Linked DNA regions of Ovis aries: region 2 is linked to region 1. The links are chromatin contacts, called in public Hi-C maps. All regions are on one chromosome and are shown on one strand. Each heading gives the region's core, a stretch centred on a gene start, on an enhancer-like site or on the middle of the called end of the contact. The rest is flanking DNA. Distances are from core to core; before and after follow the strand shown. Region 1 holds the start of DENR (density regulated re-initiation and release factor). Region 2 overlaps KNTC1 (kinetochore associated 1).

Evidence for each region. Hi-C and Micro-C count contacts between places; a contact is called where the count stands out from the background.
Region 2: a contact with region 1 is called in a Hi-C map of hypothalamus, with 7 times the contacts expected there. The contact joins the enhancer-like site here to the promoter of DENR in region 1. A contact is called at or near these places in 15 of 16 Hi-C or Micro-C datasets (blood, hypothalamus, liver and 7 more).

What each region holds. Positions count from the first base shown.
Region 1 is chr17:52,790,030-52,794,284 of ARS-UI_Ramb_v3.0, forward strand. DENR (density regulated re-initiation and release factor) reads right to left here and starts at 1,504. Exons shown (of 7, transcript XM_060400753.1): 1 at 1,337-1,504; 2 at 494-607. The coding sequence starts at 599.
Region 2 is chr17:52,889,549-52,893,479 of ARS-UI_Ramb_v3.0, forward strand. KNTC1 (kinetochore associated 1) reads right to left here. Exons shown (of 61, transcript XM_060401137.1): 61 at 2,564-3,931. The coding sequence ends at 3,893. Among named protein-coding and RNA genes, the nearest start is that of HCAR2, 54 kb to the left of the region's middle. Within about 2 kb of position 1,818, at least 19 of the 54 cell types and tissues checked have an H3K27ac peak or open chromatin away from gene starts, as enhancers often do. A contact at or near this core is called in hypothalamus and tail adipose tissue, where this site is marked.

The DNA of each region.
Region 1 (4,255 bases), core at 254-2,753:
TTTATTAATCAACTGTCCTACTGTCCATCACTCCAGTCTCATCATCTTCCACTTGTTATTACACTATTCCTACACTACACACTATACTCATACAAAACTGCTTATTTCTCCACAGACAAGCTTTTCCTTACACAGCTATTCACTTCATCTAGGATGCATTTTCCCACTCCCTCATCCAGTCATCCCTAAGAGTCAATTATCTTACAAGAAGCCCAACTTTAACGGCCAGACTGGAAAGTTACTTTGGGCTGGAATAATCTATTTACACATGTCTATTCCAACTGGACTGAAAATTTCTCCAGGCCAAGTAGCAAGACACAAGTCCCACAGGTTGGGAAAATCTGTTCATCCATGCCTCCTCTTCCCCAACTCCCAATTAAAGATTCACCAAATGACAAAGATGAAAAAATTACTTGGACCAAATGTGAAGCCACTGATCATAACGTCTAAAAATACGGTGAGTAAAAGCCATTTTCTGCCTTCCAACACTTACCTCCACAGTAAAGGACTCGAAGTGGGTAATCTGCATCTAACTTGGTGTTGCTCCTCTGGTCTCCTCTGCAATCATGCCCACCGGATTCAGAAATGTCAGCAGCCATTTCAAAACCTGTCAGAAAAGAAAATAACACAGCTTCACTATTTGGGACCAAGGCCCTGAGAGAAACACTGTTCAAGTGTAACCTTGTCTTCCAGTAGAAATCCCCCCACCCCAAATCTGTTTCAATTCTCTGCTGAATGAAAGGTAAGAAGCTGGATCCATAAAATATGAGTAATTCTGGGCACACCATTTTCCAGGAAAGCGAGCGACAACAGTGAGATTCATAGCAAATGGACCATGACAACGAGGGGCGGGGCGGGGGGGGGGCACCGGTGGAAGCAGCAGCAATGGGAAAAAAGGATGGGGATAGTGACCTCGGTGGGGGCAAGGCAAAAGGTTTAGGGGGTGATTCGGGAGGGATGCAAAGTACAACAGAGAAAGGCCACGAAGCAGCTGAAGGGGCTGGAAAAACCTACGAAGAGGGGGTGAAGAAGGGGTGGGTCGCCGGAGGCGCCCAGAGTGCAGGGTGTGGGGGCGGCTGGATGCCAAGAAAGGGACGCTTTAGAGTCGGGAGAGGGGATGGAAGTGGGAGAGGGCGGGGAGACTAGAGTCTGAGGAGATAAGAATACGGGCAAAAGAACCAGAAAGGAGCAGAATGTAACAGGACTAAGGCGACAAGGGCGGTCAGGTGTGAGGGCGCGACCTGAAGCGACAGGGGCAACCCCGGGGACACCAGAGCGGCCCATGTGGGCGGGGGTGTGGAGGCGCCCGGCCCGGCCCCCTTCCGCCGGACAGCACCTCAGCTTCCTCACGCTCTCTACAAGCTTCTCCGAAGCGGGAGAGGCACGAGGGGTTATTACCCAGGCGGTCGCACAGCCTCCACCGCCTCCGCTCCCGCCACTACCGCCAGCTGAAGCGACACATGCGATTCCTCTTCTCCAGCCAGAGCCGCCCGAGAGCGCGTCTACCAGCGGCGGTCCCGCGAGATAATAAGCCTTTATCGCGAGACTCAGTGGCCGCCGGGCGGCTGTCGCGAGAAGCCTGAAGGCTGGGGCGGGGAGGAATTGGAGAGCATGCGCATTTCGCTCAGGGGCGGGGCCAAGCAGCCTAGAGGCTGACAGCCAGTAGGCGGTGCTCGTTACTTGTGGGAGAGGGTGGGTGGTCCGCGGTCGCGGCGCGAAAGGGGGCGCTCTTTGGAAAGCGAAGACTGCTTACTGCTTGCTGCTGAGGCGGGGACGTGGCCGTGGCCCTGGGGTCTGGAGTGCCTCCTTCAGTCCTGACTAACCTCCAGCCTATTGGATGTCATTCCTCCGCGGGGAGATTGCAACTGGAAAATGCGTTTGGTTTAATTTCAACGACCTGCCCTATATTGGCGGAATTCTTTTTAAAAAGACAGTGTCAATGCTATTCCATTTTTCTCATTGTCCTGCAATTTCACCAACCTAACAACTATTTTCACAGCTTCCTGGTGTTTACTGATCCTTATATATGTTTTAAATTGGAATTAAACTCTCCCACGTCACTGTAGACTAAAGAAGTATTCACAACCTCAAGATTGCGAGTTAGGTTTTACTTGGCTGGAATTTTAGGGCTTCAAGCCTAGGAGGCAGCTTCTCAAGTTAACCCTGAGAGAACTGTTCTGGGGAGGACAGAAGCCAGGATATATAGGCATTTTGCAGCAAGGAGCAGGTAGTCTGAAAACCAAAAGATTATTGTTAATTAAAGAAAATCAGGTATGTCAAGTAAAGAAATTAAGTGATTTTTCTGTGTGAGAGTAGATGCAGGAGTCTGGGCTTACTGAAATCTTTCCTTTAATATACACGTCAGCTACCTGGGGCCAATATCCTGTGTTTTCCCATCCTGAGTTTCCTCAGTGCTCATTGTAGGGAGTAGCTGTAGTCTGATGACTGCTAGATGGCAGGTAGTTTTTTCCTTCCCAAGTTCCCTCAGGGTTCACCAGCTCATAGTTTGGTGGTGATGATGACTGTGACATCCTTTGTTTACTGATACTGCAGGAAATAGTCCATTTCTCATCAGGTTTTCACTCACGGTGTGTCTTGGCTTTGCTTCCATCTAGTTGTTTCATTTTGGGAAAAACCCTTCGTATCCATTTTCAGCCTGAGTCCTATTTAGGAAATGGGAATAACACTACAACAGTTGAAGAGATGTGGGTTAGGGAAATGGAGACCAAAAGTGCTTTGTAGATGTTGGAGGTGGTTCTTTTCTATTTTGCTGTTTCCTCCACTCACATCTGTTTCATTCTTCCCCTTGACTACAACTTCATTTGCCACCACCAGTACCACCCTTAAATTGTCTGCTCAGAGCTTTGTGTGTATGAAGCCATCTAGCATAATCTTTTGCACCAGAGACTATGACCTCTACTCTGATATCTTTCTTATATAAATGAGTGGTTTCCCCCTCTCACAGAAGAGCATCAATTCTAAAAGATAGTAAAAGATCTTGTTTCTAAGCCTATTTGATTCCAATAATAAAAGCTTCCGTTTATTGACACTTAACATGCCAAGAACCTGTTCATTTGGAGATCGAGTCCAGGTGACTTCATTTCATAAAACTTGGGTTCTTACTATGTGCCAGGGGCTTCCCAGGTAGCACAGTGGTAAAGAAGCCACCTGCCAATGCAGGAGACACAACAGACGTGGGTTCAATCCCTGGGTCAGGAAGATCCCCTGGAGTAGGAAATGGCAATCGGCTCCAGTATACTTGTCTGGAAGATTCCATGGACAGAGGAGATTGGCAGGTTATAGTCCATGGGGGTCTCAAAGAATCAGACACGACTGATAACTGAGAATGCCCTAAGTGCTACGTGCTGGGGAAGCAGTGAACAAGAGGCAAAGTCCCTAATCTTATTGAGCTTAACAAATTAGAATTACAAAATCCTTACAATGTAGTGACTGTCTCTAATTTCCAAATAGAGGGTAGAATCGAAGCTCAAAGATGGGAATGCATCGTTTACCTATGCTTAAGATACATAGCTAGTAGCGTGTTAATGATCTTAAGACATACATATTTTTACATTTTCACATCTCTCATATCAAGATGTATTGCATGGGATGGAGTCTTCACATTGTTGTTTTAGTTGCTAAGTCATGTCAGACTCTTTGTGACCCCATGAACTGTAGCCTGCCAGACTCCTCTGTCTATGAGATTTCACTGTGGCATAGTTTAATTCGGCAGTGTTTTTCCTTTCTTAGTGATGCATCTTGCTGTCAGTGGCATCTTAGACATGAGGAAATATGGATAAGTGGCCAGTCCTGTGTAGTAGACCTAATGTCTTCAGTGCCATTCCTCACGCTTTTCCTGCTCTGCTTTGTAGAGAAGAGGGTGTTGACTCCTATGACTGAATTCCCAAGCTTTCTTTTTCCTGAGCTTCCAGCTAGTTCAGTCAATGGGAGGCAGTAATGAGACCGTGCCATCTTCTTGGGCAGCGTCTCTAGCAGCGAGCTGGTTCTCCCTCTGCATAATCTAGGCATCTCAGCTTCTGGGCTCCTGTAACATCGCCCCTTCCCTAGATCTAGTCTCTAGCCTACCAGTAGTGATTGATGGCTTCTTGGTGCTGATTTCTGAGTGGCTTCACCATCTCTATTTAGGTTTTAAAGCCCTGAATGAAATTCCCCTCTGCTTTAAATCCTTTGATAGTATTTAAATACTGTTCTCTAGGTGAACTCTGCCTGACATTGCTGGCATTCAAACCCAGAG
Region 2 (3,931 bases), core at 568-3,067, 100 kb after region 1:
TGCCATAAGGGTGGTGTCATCTGCATATCTGAGGTTATTGATATTTCTCCCGGCAATCTTGATTCCAGCTTGTGCTTCTTCCAGCCCAATAGCAAAAAACCACTTCATGGGCATATTAAAAGCTAACCTGTGGGCTTACCTGGTGATATAGTGGTTAAGAAACTGCCTGATGATGCAAGGGCCACGGGGGTTTGATCCCTGGTCTTGGAAGATTCCACATGCTGAGGAGTAACTAAGCCCTTGCATGACAACTACTGAGCCTGTGTGCCTAGAGCCTGTGCTCCTCAACAAGAGAAGCGGCTGCAATGAGAAGCCTAAACACTGCAACGAAGAGTAGACCCTGCTCGCCTCAACTAGAGAAAGCCTGAATGCAGCAACGAAGACCCACCACAGCCAAAAAATAAAATAAGCTTAAAAAATAAAAAAGCTAACCTGCTCCCTATCAGAACTTGTGTGCATGTCTATTCATCTTCCACCAACTTGACATGATTCCTAATCTAAAATTATTTTATTTTATTGTATTGACGGATAACTGACATGTAATAATAGTTTCAGGTGTACATAACTCATTATTTGTATATTTGATGAAGTGATCACCACAATAAATCTAGTTAACATCCAGAACTTTACTCTGAACAATGAAACCAGTGTTAAGATGGAGAAAGAAATCCTTTTTAGCCCAGCTTGAGCCCAGGAAGTGCAGGCGTTCCCAACCCCCTGGGCCATGGACCAGTACCGGCAGGTGCCCTGTTAAGAACTAGGCCACACAGCAGGAGGTGAGCAGCGGGCGAGCAAGTGGAGCTTCATCTATATTTACTGCCACTCCCTATTGCTCGCATTACTGCTTGAGCGCAAGAAAACAAGCTCAGGGCTCCCACTGATTCTGCATTATAGTAAGCTATGTAATTACTTCATTATACATCACAATGTCATAATAATGAAGCGCACAATAAATGTAATGTGCTTGAATCATCCCGAAACCACACCCACTCCCCAACCCCCATTTGTGGAAAAACTATCTTCCACAAAACCAGTCCCTGGTTCCAAAAAGGTTGGCGACTGCTGATGAAGCGGAACGGTCATTTCCATTTGTTACGTTCTAGTGCCACCACATGACCCTTTTGTTCCTTGCACATTTATGCCCAAGAATAACAATCACAGGCTCTACTTGTGAGCTCAGCCTTATAATTACAGTTTTCTTAAGGATTAATCACATAGATGCTAAAGAAATACAAACGTAAATACCGAGACACTATTTTCACTGATCAAATTAGCAAAAAGTTTTAAAAAGAAAAACTGCCCACCTTTTGGGAGGATGCAGTAAAGGAGACATCTGTTTCTGGTAGGAATAAGGTTTCGTGAAGACCTTTGGAAATCACAGTAGGTGATGGAACCAGGGGGGTCAAACCCAGACTTGTTATTTATCCAAAACCCATGTTTTTAATCGTATTACGTTGACTTTCCTATACAGAAACATTTTTCTCAACAAGCCAAACAAAGGCAAATGAATTCTAGTATTATCAGCTCCAGTTTATTCACAAGTAGAACCAAAAGAAGTGTGATTAACATTTCTGTGTGCTGGGTGGAAGGTTTGCAGCTTCACGCAGCCCTTCCAGCCAGCTTCCTTCCTGTCCTGCCAGGGGCTTACAGCCTGCAGCCTTCATCTCTCAGGCTCCTTGCCAGATGGCTTCTGTTTAGCTCTGTCATTTCTTGGCACAGGCACGGGAATTAGAAGGTTGCTGAAAGCAAAATGCTGCTGTTTTTTTTTGCCTACTGGAGGGGGGGCTTGGCAGTGCAGCACTAGCGGAGGATAACCAAGGGCTGCAGGGGCAGCAGTGCCAGGGGGAGGAGGCTCAGTCTCTGGAACAGCAGCATCCCCGGCTCAGAGCCAAAGCAGCTTCTTCTCTTTTTTTTCCCACTTTATGTGCTGCTGCAGAATCTTAGTTCCCAGACCAAGGATGGAAGCCGAGCCCCCTGCATGGGAAGCACTGAGTCTTCACCACTGGACCGCCAGGGAAGTCCCCAAAGGCAGGTTCTGATGTTAGGCTAATAGCCCCTTCCCTTTGGCTTCTCCAGTGCCCCTTCTTCATCTCCCTTTTGCCTTTCAGTCCTCTTGACACCTTTGTAATCAGTTCCTGACACTCAATCCTTCTCCGCTTCAACTATCTAGAGTGGTTTCTGTACATCTGGCTGGCCACTGATGGATACACACGGCAGCAAAGATTATAGACATATTTACTCGAATGACTATCAGTTAAAAAGACTGATATTCTGGGACTTCTCTGACGGTCCAGTGGTTAAGACTTCAGCTTCGAATGCAGGTGACATAGGTTTGATCCCTGGTCGGGGAGCTAAGATCCCACAGGCCTTGTGGCCAAGAAACCAAAACATAAAACAGAAACGATATTGTGACAAATTCAATAAAGACTTAAAAAAAAAAAAGAAACTGATATTCTTATTTACATAGGTGGAAGAGAAGGATGTAAGCAGTTGCTTTACTTATTGGGAGAACAAAATACTTTTCTTCATATAGAGTACAAAAAAACAGAGTCTCTACAAGTTATGCACGTAACTGGCAAGGAAAAGATTTATTAATTTGGGACATGAGTTGTTTATCAGGCAGTTCTGCTGTTATTAAGCATCTTAGTTATTACTTCTTGGGGAATATTTGACAATAGCTATTGCACACAGATTGCACAATTTAAAAACTGTAATAAATAGTGTCAGTTATTAACAGATTCCAAACTTCTTGTTCTTCTTGAAAAAACTTTGATCTATTAGGATCCATTAAACATCTAAATGGGAAGAAACACAAGCATTTTTATGAGTGTCAGTGTTTTAAACAGAAAATTGTTTGACAAACTACAGAAAAGGCTTAACTATATTGCTAAAAATCTATGTATGAGGTTATTTTGCATTTTAGACAACTATGATCAGAGAAAAACAGATACATTCTAAGGGCCACAAACTTGCCTCCTGAATCAATACTCTCCCTTTTTGAAAAAAGTAATCTTACGCCATTGATCACAATAGACTGGAAATGAACAAAGGAAGTTACTAATGGATGTTAACAAAATGTAGGCTAAATATTTTAATATGCTTGATCTGGACCAATGGAAGAAAAAACCACAATAACCTAATTATGTTTACTAAAACTACCAAAACAAGATCAAAATGAAAAATTTTACCTTATACTTAAGTTCAGAACAAGACTAAAAATGATTTATGTGCGGTTTTTATACACAAAAGCATTTGGGAGAATGCACATGAACATGTTAACAGTGATCTTATCTCTGGTTCCTGAGATTTCAAGTGTTCAGTTTTTTTGTTATTATTATTGTTTTCTCCGGCAGATTTTTGTTTTTCTATACTGGACATATATGTCTTAGCTAATTAAAGAAAAAGAAATAAAAGTGATGGAAACTCCAGCACAACATTAATCAATGTGCTTTGAAATTTAGTTTGGTGATCCAGTGGTTAGGACTCTGTACTTGCACTGCCGTGGGCCCGGGGTTCAGTCCCTTGGTGGGGAACTAAGATCCCACAAGCTTCGAGGTGCAGCCAAATAAGTAAATACAATAAAACTTGGTTTGTCACCTGCTCCTGTATTAAAAACAAGACTCCACAAGGAGTCGTGATTCTTGAGAGCACCTGAAAGGCTGGGAGGGCCAGATCTGAAAACCACAGGCCACTCAGGTACAGCAACTGGCCTGAGGCCAAATGGCTGCTTCCTGGCACAAATGAGTAGAACCAAGGCCTTTGATTCCGAGTCTGGGACTCTGTCACACAAAAAGTGAACTGTGAAAATACAGGCAGTTGCACATAAAAATACATCTATCTTCAGAACAGGCTGGCTCAATATCAAGACCCTAGAAATAGAAATGGTGTCAGGTTAAAACCCAGTAACTCGGGCCAGATTTACCTTCAGAGT